2 separate regions of the Callithrix jacchus genome follow, and region 2 is linked to region 1. A link is a contact called in public Hi-C data. All regions are on one chromosome and are shown on one strand. Each heading gives the region's core, a stretch centred on a gene start, on an enhancer-like site or on the middle of the called end of the contact. The rest is flanking DNA. Distances are from core to core; before and after follow the strand shown. Region 1 has its middle 17 kb from the start of LBX1. Region 2 overlaps BTRC (beta-transducin repeat containing E3 ubiquitin protein ligase).

The links. A called contact is a pair of places that touch in the nucleus more often than the background predicts.
Region 2: a contact with region 1 is called in a Hi-C map of skeletal muscle, with 9 times the contacts expected there. The contact joins two enhancer-like sites. A contact is called at or near these places in 3 of 3 Hi-C or Micro-C datasets (induced pluripotent stem cells and skeletal muscle).

The regions. Positions count from the first base shown.
Region 1 is chr12:94,160,863-94,167,737 of calJac240_pri, reverse strand. No RefSeq gene overlaps it. Among named protein-coding and RNA genes, the nearest start is that of LBX1, 17 kb to the left of the region's middle. Within about 2 kb of position 3,032, at least 1 of the 16 cell types and tissues checked has an H3K27ac peak or open chromatin away from gene starts, as enhancers often do. A contact at or near this core is called in skeletal muscle, where this site is marked.
Region 2 is chr12:94,390,849-94,398,063 of calJac240_pri, reverse strand. The region is part of intron 1 of BTRC (beta-transducin repeat containing E3 ubiquitin protein ligase); the gene reads right to left. It also overlaps the pseudogene LOC144578733. Among named protein-coding and RNA genes, the nearest start is that of BTRC, 86 kb to the right of the region's middle. Within about 2 kb of position 2,258, at least 2 of the 16 cell types and tissues checked have an H3K27ac peak or open chromatin away from gene starts, as enhancers often do. A contact at or near this core is called in skeletal muscle, where this site is marked.

The sequences.
Region 1 (6,875 bases), core at 1,783-4,282:
GTGTGAGCTGCAAATGGTTCGAGGCCCAAGGAAAATTAATGGGAATCCAAATTCTAATTATGTAGCTGTTGTTAAAGAATTTAACTAGATAGTCACGGAGAAAATTGGATTATGCATAGAAATATGCAGCCAGCGCACGCGGGCCGGGCAGGTGGTCAGGGGACTCGCAGCCAGGCCGCCCCTTGTCTTAGAGGACGCTCCTCCTCTGCAGGGAGGGAAAAGACCCACCCCCACCCCAGCGTATAAATAAAGATCCCGCGTGTCCGGATGGCAGCGGCAGGGCGGGTCTCTGGCTGGCAGGAGAGGCTGAAGGTTGCAGAGGTGCGCGCTTGGATACCAGGCTGGTGTGGAAGTCCGGGACTTCTGGGTCGCTGGTCTGGGTAAGCGTTTGTGCCCATTTCTCAGATTGTAGGTTGTTGCCCTGATAATCCATCCTGCACTCTTTTTGATAATCATACAATTACATCTGAGCACCGTGAGTTTACATTTTTTTTCCCACTGTCAGTTTAAGGAAATAGCCACCAAACGGAAGCCCAATTACACCGAAGCCTCCTCATTCACTTTATTAAGGACCCTGGATATGTTTCCATTTTCGCAGGAAATGAGGTCTGATCAAGCAGCACTAATACCTCCGGCCTCGGGGAGGAGGCGGGGACTCTCAGGGGCAGGCTTCATTCCGCGCTAGGCCGGGCCGCCTGCAGAGCCGAAGCCGCAAAGCGGGTGGCCCATCCCGGGGCGGCAGATACCCAACCCTTCACGTCTCCCAATTCCTCCCAGAACCTTGGATTCGTTCTGTTGGGGCCACCCACTCGGCAAACCCACACCTTCCCACATCTCAGCGTGCTAGGCTCGGGGCTACCCTACGCTGGCACGAGTAGGGGGCGGATGGGAGGGCCAGGAGAGTTGAGGGGACTTTGCAGTCCCAAAGAGAGACCCAGAGTCCTTTCAAGCTCCACCTACCCCCTTCCCAGGGGCTTGGCAACCACCGAGGATGCTGCTAAGACCCCCGGAGCTGGGCAAGCAGGCCTGGAAAGTCAGGAAGGCATCTTCCGGGGTCGCATGCCCCGCCTCCTGCAGTCTCTGATTCCAGTTTTCCATCGCCCCTGCAATGGGAACGCATCCTTTCCCGGCTGCCACCCTCTGCTTTTGAGAAAGAAGCCTGTGGGTCCAGGTCTCACCGACACGCTCGGGTCCGCCAGGCCTGACCCCGGCGCCGGCTGCTTTGGCCCCTCCTCGGATCTCGAGTTCCTAGACGGCGGCCAGGCAGGATCCAAGGCTGCACTGTGGCAGTGAGGCCACTCGGTCTCTCCAGGTCTTCCTTTCCTTCCACACAGGCCCCCGACTAAATTCGGAGGGTGAAGAGGAGTGGGAAGGATAGGGCCCTCACGCCAAGCCTCGGGAGAGGGGGATGGGCTGAAGGCAGGACCCCACAAGTTTGAGGCATCAGAGTCTCTAATTTGCAGGCGCCGTCGAAGCCAGGCTGGGCCCTATGGATCCGTCGGGAAAGGCCCCAGGCAGAGAATGGCCCGCGGCGCGGGGGTGTCCCCGAGAAACTAATTCTGATCTGGGGAACGGGCCTGAGTTGGATACTTTTAGAACCCTATTCCCCTTTCTCTTGGGCGCTGATGCGGGGATGGGGGGCGGATCGCAGTTCCTCGAAGCTTGGGGGCAGATCTTCCAGTATCAGGAGAAGCTGCTGTGGGTGTCCGAAGGAAGAGCTAGGAAGGGAGCCCGAAGGCCCGGGGGCCCACACCCTCTGCCCTCCCAGGCGCAAGCCCAGAGCAGCTGCTCACACACAGACCCGCAGATCCTGGGAGAAAAACAGAGGGGCATGCCCTTGTACGTTTGACTCCAGGGCCAAATCTGGCCTCTAAGATCCCGAATTCTTCTCCTAGAAATCTTAGAACGGAACCCATAAATCCAGAGACGCACGTGTGTCGACGACAGGCTCCCACCCCTCCAAGATCCTAGGGAAGGCTGGGGGATGCCTCCTCCCTCCCTCGCAGCGCCTGCCACACTTTTGTCCTCCTCTTCACCTCGCCCCCTTTTAAGCCTCCGGGGAACGTTGGCTGCCGCAAAGGCCCCTTGTACCCGGGCCATCCCGCTGTTTCTGGGAGGATCATAGGGTCTGGGCTCTTTCTTCCTGCAGCCCTCTCGGGTCTCCAAGCCGATCCCCTCTTGTGCACAGGTCTTCGAAAGGCCGCGCTTCTCTATGACACGGGCTTCGAGCGCCACCTAGCGGTACTTACGGAGATGCTCAGCAGCAGCGTGCGCCCTTCAGCCACCCCTTTCCCCACCCACCTGAGCTCGGCTATCCACATTGACGCGGTCCCACTCCCAAATCACACGCTTATGCGTGAACACGATTCACCCCATTTTATTATTATTATTATTTATTATTACTCTATCGCCCAGGCTGGAGTGCAGTGGCGCTATTTTGGGTCACTGCAGTCTTCACCTCCCAGGCTCAAGCGATCCTCCCACCTCAATCTCCTATGTAGCTGGAACTACAGACGCGCGCCACTATGCTTGGCTTATTTTTTTAAATTATTTATTTATTTAGACAGGGTCTTACTTTGTCACCCAGGCTAGAGTACAGTGACATGATCTTGGCTCACTGCAGCCTCCGCTATTCTTTTTTTTTTTTTTAACTTTTAGTGGAGACAAAGTCTAGCTATATTGCCCATGCTGGTCTTGAATTTCTGGGCTCAAGAGATCCTCCCTCTTCCGCCTCCCAAAATGCTGGGATTACGAGCGTGAGCCACGGTGCCCGGACTTCCTTTTAAAAATAGAGACCAGGGTTTCTGTCTGTCACTCTGACTCAGGCTGGAGTCCAGTGTCATGATCATAACTCACGGTCTCCCAAAGCTTCGGCATTACCGGTGTGAGCCATCGCTCCCAGCCTCTGACCTTCACTTCTTGTAAGTGAAGCCTTTAGTAGAGGCCCGCAAGGAATTGGCTAGGGGGACTCTCACTCGGACCCGGCAGACGTGCGGGACGCTGTTTCAGGGATTGGGTTTGGGGTGGGGTTGAGGAAGGGACCACCCCATGTCTCTGCTGTTGGGGAGCTAAAAAAAAAAAAAAAAAAAAAAAAAAAAAAAAAAAAAAGGTTCTCCTTGGGGCCCAGTTATGAGCCCCTCTCACTTCTATTCCTACCCGAGCCCGGCCCCCAGCTCAGTTCCTGGTACCCTGCGGGCAAAGATCAGAACTCTCCCGGCTCGCAAAGTTGGGTCCTCGCACCCTGCTCTGCTTGGGAAAGGTTAGGCAGGAGCGCCCTCTGCTGTCTATTGTGGGGCACTGCGGCAGGCTGCCGAGGGGGAAGCTGAGAAATTCCTATAATTAGTTCACAGTCTTCTCAGCTATCCTGCTGCCTTCAGGGAGGAGGTCCCTTTCCCAAAGGTGCACCAGGGCTCCTCCGATATTCATGAGTTTGCACAGGGAAGGGATGACTCAGTGTTGCTGAATTCCACCTGCACTGCTAGTTCTGCACTAATCTTATCTCTCTCACTCCTGCTGTGGGGTGGGCTGCCTCCCAGCTGATAGGATACGTGGAGGGAAGAAATTTCTTGCCCTGCACCAGGGTATATACATCATATTGCACAGCATAAATATATACAATGTTTACTTGTCAATTAAAAGTAACAATGCATAAATTGCTGGGCCCAGTGGCTCACACTTGTAATCCCAGCACAAGGAGGGCAGATCACCTGAGGTCAGGAGTTTGAGACCAGCCTGGCCAACATGGTGAAACCCCGTCTCTACTAAAAATACAAAAAGTAGGTGGATGTGGAGGTGGGTGCCTGTAATCCCAGCTACTCAGGAGGCTTGAACCAGGAAGGCAGATGTTGCAGTGAGCTGCGATAGCGCCATTGCACTCCAGCCTGGGTGACAAGGGCAAAACTCCATCTCAATTTAATTAATTAATTAATTGAAATAAAAGTAACAATGCATAAATAAGAAGAAATTTCTTTGCCTACAGTGTGATCATCAGGCCTGATTTGGATGGGCCATGTTCCCCAGCTAGCACACTACAGAGGGAAAGGTCAGGGGAAGAGTGAGTGCCAACCCAGGCTCAGTCCAGGGGTCTTGGGCAAGTTGTTCAGAGTAGATAAAAACTGGTGAGAGGTGGTGACAGCTCTGCCTGGCACTTCTAGAACAGCCATATATCCCTGAGCTTCTGGTGACATCCTGGCAGAAAACTTAATAGGTAGAGGGTGCAGCAGGAAGTTCTGTGCCCCATGATGCCCTCATGGGGCCCTCACGTGCCTGACACACACAAGCACTGATGCCCTGGGGCACCAAACACTCCCCCACACCGTCCCAGGCTGCCACCTTCTCTTGACACTGAACCCCTGACCCTGCAGAGCCACACCCACCCAAGACCCACTCCTGAGACCTGTTCGCAACCCACTGCAGGAACTTCTCCAATCCTGAACATTTAGGAGAAGCAAGGATCAGGGTGGGATGAACCCCTGGGCAGGTGTGGGAGGACGCAGTCTGTTAAGGTCACTCTAGGTGTTTGTCCTCAATTTTGAGACTGTCCTTAGAGAAAGGGAGCAGTGTGTCTGAATGTGTGACAGGAGGGGTACTAGGCTTCAAAAGTCCCTTGTGACCTGAGATCTGGTGACAGCCTTTCATTTGAGGCGATGCTCTGTGATTGTTTGTAAGTCTCCCAGAACTCTGTCCCAGATCCCCTCTTGCCCACCTGCCATGTCCACAGAGCGGGACATCCCCCCAGACAGAGATCAGATTGGCCACAGGTATTGGGAATTTCCACTTACTCTAAGTAGCCAGAGAAAATGAGAGTCCTGAACCCCAAGCCTTAGATGGGAAAGATGTGAAGGGGATCCTCTGTCTTCCTTCCATCCATTTCCATCCTTTTTCTCTTGGGGTCTTAAGTAGTTTTTCCTGGCAAGATGTACTCCCAGAGTGGACATCTTGGGGTCCCTGGAGTCACTGCACTACAGCCAGGATACCTCGTGTCCCTCCCTTCCCCCAGGATGGGAGGGCAGCAGGGAGGAGCTGCTGATGGGCCTGGCTGTGTGCTAGTCTGAGCTTGAAAACATGCAGATTTCAGGGCCCCACTTTAGAGCCACTGAAACAGAATCGGGGAGCAAGGCTGAGAATTTTCCCTTTCATGAAGCAGCCTGCTCCTTCTTTCCCTTTCCCAGATTCTTCTGGGAAAACTGCAGAATCTCTCCCCTTCCCATCTGCTCCTCCCCAGCATGACTTCCAAATGTGGAAATCCACCTGCCATTTAGGATCAGACATCCTGGGTTTAAGTCTGTAACTTTCTAGCTGTGGGACTCCGGCAAGTCACTTCATCTCTCTAAACCTCAGTTCCATCATCCGTGAGCTGGGCATAATAATCCCTGCCTCAGATGAGCTAATGTCTCCACAGGGTGCGTTGCAAAAGGCATATTTCAGTTCAAATGCTGGTGATTATTCAGGAACTTCAGTGCTGGACGTAGAGGTGTGGGTAAGCCCAGGAAAACCTTCTCCTGGCCTGACCAGTGAGCTCTGGAGACAGGAGGAAGATGATCCCGAGATTAGAGTCCATGCAGGGCGGCCCCCTCTTTCAGAGAGCTCCATCCTTGTGGGCATGTGAGGGTCTCTTATTTGCTGCTCACCAGGGGATCCACACTGTGTGGCCTTTTCTTCCCAGCCCACCTTTCCCACCAAAGATATATAGCTGGTCTCTGAGGGCGGAAGAAAGAAGGAAAATATCCATGCCAATTACCTTCTTCAAAAAGAAATTTGGGCCGGGTGAGGTGGCTCATGCCTGTAATCCCAGCACTTTGGGAGGCCGAGGTGGGTGGATCACCTGAGGTCAGGAGATCTAGACCAGCCTGACAAACATGGTAAAACCCCATCTCTACGGAAAATACAAAAAAATAGGTGGGTGTGGTAGCGGGTGCCTGTAATCCCAACTACTCAGGAGGCTGGGAATCGCTTGACTCTGAGAGGTGGAGGTTGCAGTGAGCCGTGATTGTGTCACTGCACTCCAGCCTGAGCGACAAGAGTGAAACTTCGTCTTGAAAAAAAAGAAAGAAATTGGACTTACTTAATGTCAGTTTCAGACACTGGGAAACTGCACACCAAGTTCTGGGGAAGCTGTTAGAAACACACAGGCTGAGCTGTGGTACATTTCTGTCACAGTCTCCAGCTATTGGGATTCCTTTGTCCCTGGGGGTGAGACCCACTGCCTTGGAATACCTAGTGTTATGAATCATAAGCAGCCAGTGAGGTCTCCCAGAAAAGCCCTCCTAGAGACCACCCCGCTCCACATCTCTGGTTTTCTTCCAAAGATGGGGCAGGGAGCAGGGAGCTGGGCAGACCATGGGGGCAATAAGCTAGAGTGACATGGACTTGGAATGACAGGATAGGTCTAGGAGCTCGAGGCTGCAGCGAGCTATGGTTGTGTCACTGCACTCCAGCCTGGGTGACAGAGTGAGACCCTGTTTCTTAAAAATAAGTAAATAATAATTTAAAAAGCAAAATGCAATGCTTGCAAAGCATTGAAACTTTAGGCAGGCGCCTTGGTCATTTCAACAGGCAGCTGTACTGTGGGCAGAGCCTCTTGTTCCGATTCCCTCCTTCAGTCCCTGGGGAACCTGGAGATGTAGGCACTAGGCGTTCCGATGCCCACTGTACAGACGGAGGCAAGAGCCTGGGGTGCGGGTCAGGCGGCTGCCTGAGTGCAGGTCTGTGGACCTCTGTGCAGAGACAAAATGAGCATCTTGAGTGTTTTTTGTCCTGGTCTGAGCCCAAGAGGAGGAAGACTGAGAGTATCCCTATAGGGCCCTCAGGGAGCCCCAGGCAGTAAGTGTGGACCGAGGCTTGGAGTGGATCAAGGTTTACCTGAGGCTGACCCC
Region 2 (7,215 bases), core at 1,009-3,508, 230 kb before region 1:
ATCCTTCAAGACGTTGGATTCACCAATAATGGTGGTGAGCAGGCAGGGATTAGATGACTCCCTGCCAAACATATTTCATAAAGATTCCTATATTATGAGACATATGTGACTAGATGGTTCTCTGATGTCTGGTCCAATGCTTAAATTCTATGGTTCTATAAATACACTGACGTTTGCTCATGAGGCAAGCCTGGAGTTTAAATAATAAAGCTGATCATTAATTGTGGAGGTGTGGTTTAAAAAGCCCATAAACTGTGAGGCATTTTCACTGTATTGATGCATAATACACCAAAGAAGAAGAAATTTTGTATAGTTTCTTTTTACTAGATTTAGAAAACTCCATAAAAGCACATTTCAGTCTCATTTATTAAATACTTGTATTCCTCTTATTCTTCTAAGATTGCAAAAAATGGTTTGTTTTCATTCATCCTGTAGAAATCAGCCAATGAGAGATCAATTTCTACAAGAATGATTTTTGAAAACTCCCCTACTGAGTCAAGACAGTGGGTTCTCATAGCTTAAATGCAAATCTACATCAATGTTTATGCTTTAAAAATTCAGAGCAATATTTAAAAATAACAATAACTAGTTCTTAATATCCCTCCCTTTGGTATTACTTTCTGAGCACAATATTTTTAAGGACAAAAATCTGGATACAAAGGAGCAGGACTTATATTTTACAAGTATTATCTCCTCTCTTTCTAGCATGACCTCAAAGCAGGAATTACCAACACCATTTTTCCAGTGCATTTCACTGGACTGAAGCAAAACAGCTCTTGCCTTTCATATCTGCAGAGGAGAGGGCTAAGCTAAATGTTGCTTTTTTTTTTTTTTAAAGATAGAGTCTCACTCTTTCAACCCAGGCTGGAGTGCAGTCTTATGATCTCAGCTCCCTGCAACCTCAACCTTCAAGGCTCAAGCAATCCTCCCACCTCAGCCTCCCAAGTAGCTGGGACCACAGACCAGTGCCACCACGCCTGGCTAATTTTTTTTGTATTTTTGGTAAAGACAAGGTTTCACCATGTTGCCCAGGCTGGTCTGGAACTCCTGAGCTCAAGTGATCCACCCACTTCAGCCTCCCAGTGTTGGGATTTCAGGTTTGAGCCACAGTGCTCAGCCACTGATGTACTTTTCAATATAAACTCTCTTTTCAATACTCCAGAAGAACTACATAAAGGTTATTCTCAGTTAAAACTTTACTTACAAATTCTACGCCCAAAAATGGATGAAAATGAGAGCATAGATCAACAGTGCTTCCTTAGAAGAAAAAAGTTTTTTCAAATATATATGCTGTTTTAAGATGTACTGTAATTTACAAATTCCTACTCATAGCTTGAAAAAAAAGATGTAATTCAAAACATAATAGAAAACTCATTTTATTACTACAAAATATTTTCCAAAAATATATGGTGGCTTTTTCAAGGAAGATTTTCTATTCATGTGCCATAAGTTGGACTAATATAAGCACAATGTTTCTTCCATTATTATCTATTAATGAACTTTCTTACTATAAACACAAACTTTCCACATAAAAAAATTTTCTTTCCAAAATTTTAAGGTCTTCTATAATTTTACCACTTGTTGAAGACACTGGATAATCAAAGCAATAAATAAAATTGCTGGGTGAATTTTGATTGGCCTGGCAATACTGCCATATAGCAGACTATCAGTTTAATAAATTATCTCAATGGATCTCTTTACCTAATACCACCTTCCCAACTTCCTGCCTCCAAAAAAACAGAACTGCGACCTAATCTGATTCTTCCTTATAATAGGGTGTTCCATAAATCCCACTATTAATAATATACTAACCCAACTTTATCTCCTTTGCCCACAGCCTACATTTATTTCCCAGGGTTAAGTTTGTTTGGCTCCATCAGCACCACTTCTCTTTAACACTGTCCCTTTTCATGCATTTAAGGCAACTGCTTCCAACCCTATCAATGAAAGCAGACAAATGGGGGAAAAAGGAATGAACTGCAAACACCTCAAACAAGAAAGGTTGCTTAAAAAACCAAGTGTCACATTCTGACAGTTCAATATTTCATAGCCAATACAAGGAATGTGCAACGATACTGCAACTTTAAATCTTTTCTTCCTATGTCAGTCTCTCTTTCTCTCATTGTAATGCCAAAGGGAACAGCAATCAGGGTGGAGATGTTCAACGTGATAGAGGTCAGGACACCATCGGATCAACGTACCAGAAACACGACCTTGTTTATTTTTTTTCCACAGTATTATTGTTTACAGGGTGCTTTGCTCGTGTACCTTGTGGTTCTTAGCTAAAAGATGAAATTACAGCCCAGGATGAAGCGCTCAGGCACACATCCAATTTGTGTTTCCATCTCAGAAAACAAAAAGCTTCTAAGGCCCTCAGGCTGCCATTCAAACTTGGAGGCTGACATTTTTAACAGCATGAACCAGAGACTGGCAGAGAGAATGATCTAATGCATTTCTGACTTGTCAATCAAAAATCTCACCTCTGCTGTCTTGTAAACAGTTGGGGACCATCTAACTACATTCATAAACCTAGGGAGAGCTTACTGCCAGCTGGGGTGCTGTAGCCACATGCTCTGGCTTCTAGTCACCAAAATCATGATTCAGTTTTATAATCTCACTGTAAATAGTCCATAGGCACATTTCCAGGACTACTGGAATTGAACCAGAGTAGGAAATACAAGAGATTTTGGTCAAATACTATGTTATTTTCAAGCTGCTGGAATCCTGTATTCATTTTATCCTCATTTTACCAATTCTCCCCAAAAGATTGCACTGTGCTGTAGTTGACACAAATAATGACCTGCTTTTTTAAAATCTAGGGGAAATATGCTCTTATATTAAAATTTCCCTTATATTTTATTACCAGTAACAAAACAGGTACTCCCCCAAACAATGGCTCATATAAATGGTAGAAGCTACAACAAACAATAGCAAGTATATTTTGGTAAAACTAATCATATACTTTCTTTTAAATATAAAACTTACATTCATATTCAAAAGCTTTGTATTTACTAATTTGACATAATGTAGTATATGTATGTGTATATGTGAAACATAAAAACATAAAATGAGATTACTTTGATTGCTATTCTTTCCCTTCTGTTTAAGACCATCTAATCCAACACATGTAAAAAGTTACACCCAATCAGGCTAAAACTTGAATTTTTTCTTAAAGAATCAAGTATGAAAATGAATGCTCCTTTTCTTCATGTCAATTTTACGGGACACAGAATTCCAATTTAATTCATACCAAGCCAGAGATAATAGGTTTGCAACAAAGGTCTGGAGGATTAGAATGGTGCACCTGAGAACTTTAAAAGGCAGATAACAGATAACCCAGCAGGAGAAAGCACACTCCAAAATCCTGTTTCATTGTGATGTACTGCATCCCAAAGCCCAGATAACTATTTCAATATAATAGCCTTGTTCTTCAGAGGACTGAGAATAAGCTTAGACAAGCTCACAACTACTCAACATCACTCCCAGGAAGAGCAAACTCATGAGTATCAGGTCCCAATGGTAAAGTACTACAGTTCTTATATACCTAAACAGCCACACAGTCAAGAGATTGTTGTTGTTTTCCCTCAATGAGTCATCTGTAAATAACCTGGGCTTCTCTCTTCATGAAAAATGACAAGGGAAAGAGTTTTCTGAATTATATCTACTAAGATTCTGTAGCTTGGCAGTAGACATAAAATACCAAGTTTACAAACAACAAAACACTACCCTATAAAGCAGAACAATAGCAAAAGATGGTACAAATAGTTGTGGCAGTCACAAAATGTCCAATAATGATTCCTGAATAGCACAAAAAGAACTTCTGTGGTACAATGGCCTCTACTCCGCACAAAGAAAGATGGATAACAAGAAGCTAGTCTCATAGTATAAAGAAAGTAACAGTATTTCTCCAGACCCCAGAGAATACAGATGAGTCTTAACTTCCCACAGCCAGAATTTGTCTCATAAGGACAGTCATCCGCAGAAGTTCCCATCACCTCTTTAAGGTTTTCATCAATTCCATCCTTTTGGTTTGTGCTTCTTAAACTGGGGCAACATCAGGCCCCCAAAGTTATTTGGATCTCCCTTCTTCCATTAGAGGTACTGTGGAAGTTAGGTCAATTAGGAAAAATCCAACATTATTCAAAACAAAACAAAACAATAAAGCAATAAACCCTTTACCTAGAGTGAAGAGTTTAATTTTTAGGACCCATCATAAAAAAATTAAAAGAAAAAACTTAAGGAAATCTGACTATCTCATAATAAGAGGATTTGGTTTACTCTAAATATCAGATAATGCCTCATTTTAGCCTGAAAATAAATATTAGCTGTATCATAGACATATCAAAATACTCAGCAATAAAGGAGTCTATTATTTCAAAACTTGAAATAATTATTTAAGTAACCAAGCAGGCATCTGGAAAGACACATCAGCCTCAGATATCGCTTCTATAGGCAGACTATTTCCAGAATAAGATAAAATGTAGCAAATTCAGGTCATCTCTACTTTTTTTTTTGAGATGTAGTCTCACTCTGTCACCTACGATGGAGTGCAGTGGTGCAGTCTTGGCTCACTGCAACCTCCGCCTCCTGGGTTCAAGCGATTCTCCAACCTCAGCCTCCTGAGTAGCTGGGACTACAGGTATGTGCCACCCCACCTGGCTAATTTTTTGTATTTTTAATGGAGACGGGCTTTCACTCTGTTAGTCAGGATGGTCCCGATCTCCTGACATGATCCGCCTGCCTCGGCCCCCCAAAGTGCTGAGATTATAGGTATGAGCCATCGTGCCCGGTCAGGTAATCTCTACTTTTCTTACTGAATGTATATAAAAGTTGTAAAGGCAGAAGACGATCAATAGATTTCAACACTGGCTAAAATATTTTAAAAATCCATAATTACATTCTTTTTAAAAGAAACAATCTTTAATATATTTCCAACATCTTACACATGCACTTTTTTTTTCAAAATACAACGTTTAATCATCAGGTTGACCAGGAAATGCAATGCTCAGTCTAGAAACAGCAGAAGTAGCGAGACACATGGAACTTTTATACAAAAAAACTTGCTGCTTACAAAACATATGCCAAAAAAAAAGCTTAAAAAAAAAAAACCCCCAGAGACCAAAGGCAGCATCCTTGCTAATTTTCACCTACATTAAGAAAAAAAAAACTTATAACTAATGTTATTTTCCTTTTAAAAAAAAATTACACGTAGGCACAATTTGCTGGTGGCTTTTGAAGAATAAGCCAGGTTTCCACAGTATCTCCCTGGAGTGGTATGTTTCGATTTCTCCACATTTCACAGTTAAGGCATTTTTTTTTTCTTTTCTGACAAACTGTATGTTTTGTTGCTTGCTTTCTGGTTTTGTTTACTTTCACAAGTGCCCGGCGGGACTGTGGGCTTCGCTCAGGCCTCGGTGGGCAACGAAATGCACCATCTGGGGGTCTCCGACCACGCCCGACACCTTCTCCTCTTCTCGCCGTTTCAAACAGGCAGCCTTTGGGGTTCAGGTTCCGCTCTCGCACTCGTTGCTTCAAGTTCAGGATGACTGAGACTGCCTGGTGAGGAATCAGCAGTTTGGTCTGAGGTTTCTTGCTGTTGAGGTGCAGTTCACACATGCACCCCAGATCCTTAAAGGCCTTGTTGATGTCGAGGACCTGCAGCCGCTCCCGGGCGTTATTCGCCACCTGGCGCTCCTTCTCCCCCTCAGCCTTCTACTCTAGGAAGAGAAGGTCGCCCTCGTCCTTGTCTGGGCTGGTCCGGGCCCGGGGCGGTGGTGGGGGGTTCTTCAGCTCCTCCTTCTCCTCCTCCGAGTGGTTGGCCGCTGACGTGTTCTCCTTATCCTCCTCTTCTTCCTCCTCCTCCCGTTGATTTCGCAGGCAGTTGCTGTGGCACCTGCTCGCCCTAGCCGCAGAATTCACCATCTGGGGGTCTCCGAGGTAAGAGTCGGGAGGCCAGGAGAGGTAGGGGAGGGCGCCTAGCTGGCTGGGGAGGGCCGCGTGGTTGTGCAACACATGCACTTTTAATTCGGTGCTTAATCAAGGCTTAATTAAGAGAGGGTCACTTTCGGCCGGGCATGGTGGCTTTCCCCTGCAATACCAGCACTTTGGGAGGACCAGGCAGGTGGATAACCTGCGGTCAGGAGTTCGAGACTAGTCTGGCCAATGCCGTGAAACCCATCGCTACTAAAAATGCCAAAATTAGCTGGGCGTGGTGGCTCATGCCTGTAATCCCAGCTACTCAGGAGGCTAAGGCAGGGAGAATTGCTTGAATTCAGGAGGCAGAGGTTGCAGTGACCTGAGATCATGCCACTGCACTCCAGCATGGGCAACAGAGAGAGACTGTCTCGGAAAAAAAAAAAAAAAAAAGAGACAGAGAAAGGGTCATTTCAGTGTGCCTAATGATTTCCATCTTTTCTCTAGATTGCTGCTTATCACTACCAGTATTTTAATTTTCCCAGTGTCTATTATTTTATAGAATAAGGATAAAATGCAATAAAATAGTCAAATAATTGCACAAACATATGCTGCTGTGAAGATAAAGATGCTGACATCATTGAAACTGAACTGTTAACTGGCTGGCAGTGCCACTATATAATGGCTTGAAATGTACATTTGTTCAACAAGAGTCAAAATTCTGCATACAGGATCCACTTCCAGGGGGACCATCCTAGTTTGAATTAATAAAAGCCAAATGTATAAAATTTGAGGACTGCTCACAAATCAGACTCTGTATGTTTTTCATGTGAAATGTGTGGTCTTTGAAATGGTTATCATTCATTCTGAGTACAGAACATGTATGTATGTATAGGTAATACTAGCAATAACTCAATGCTTTCTTGCCTCCTACCCTATATATGCTATTTGATAGTTTTCTTCAAATTATCTGTCCATTCATTAATTCAGAAAAAGTATCAACTACTATACTTGACACTGGAAACATGAAATGAACAAAACACAGTGCTGCCCTCAAGGAACTCACAATCTAATGGGAGAGAGGGACAAATACACAAACAACTATAGTAGCTTATCAGTGCTATGACAAGGGCATCTACTGCATGCTCTGGGTACATGTTCAGAGTGGTTTAAGAGAGAGAAGGTAAAGATCTGGGAGGACTTATATCCTAGCTCAACTTGAGCTGAATCTTGAAGATTGGGTAGATAAAGGCAGAGAATAGGTAAGGGACAACAGGTGTTTGTGGAGGGGTTTTCCAGGTA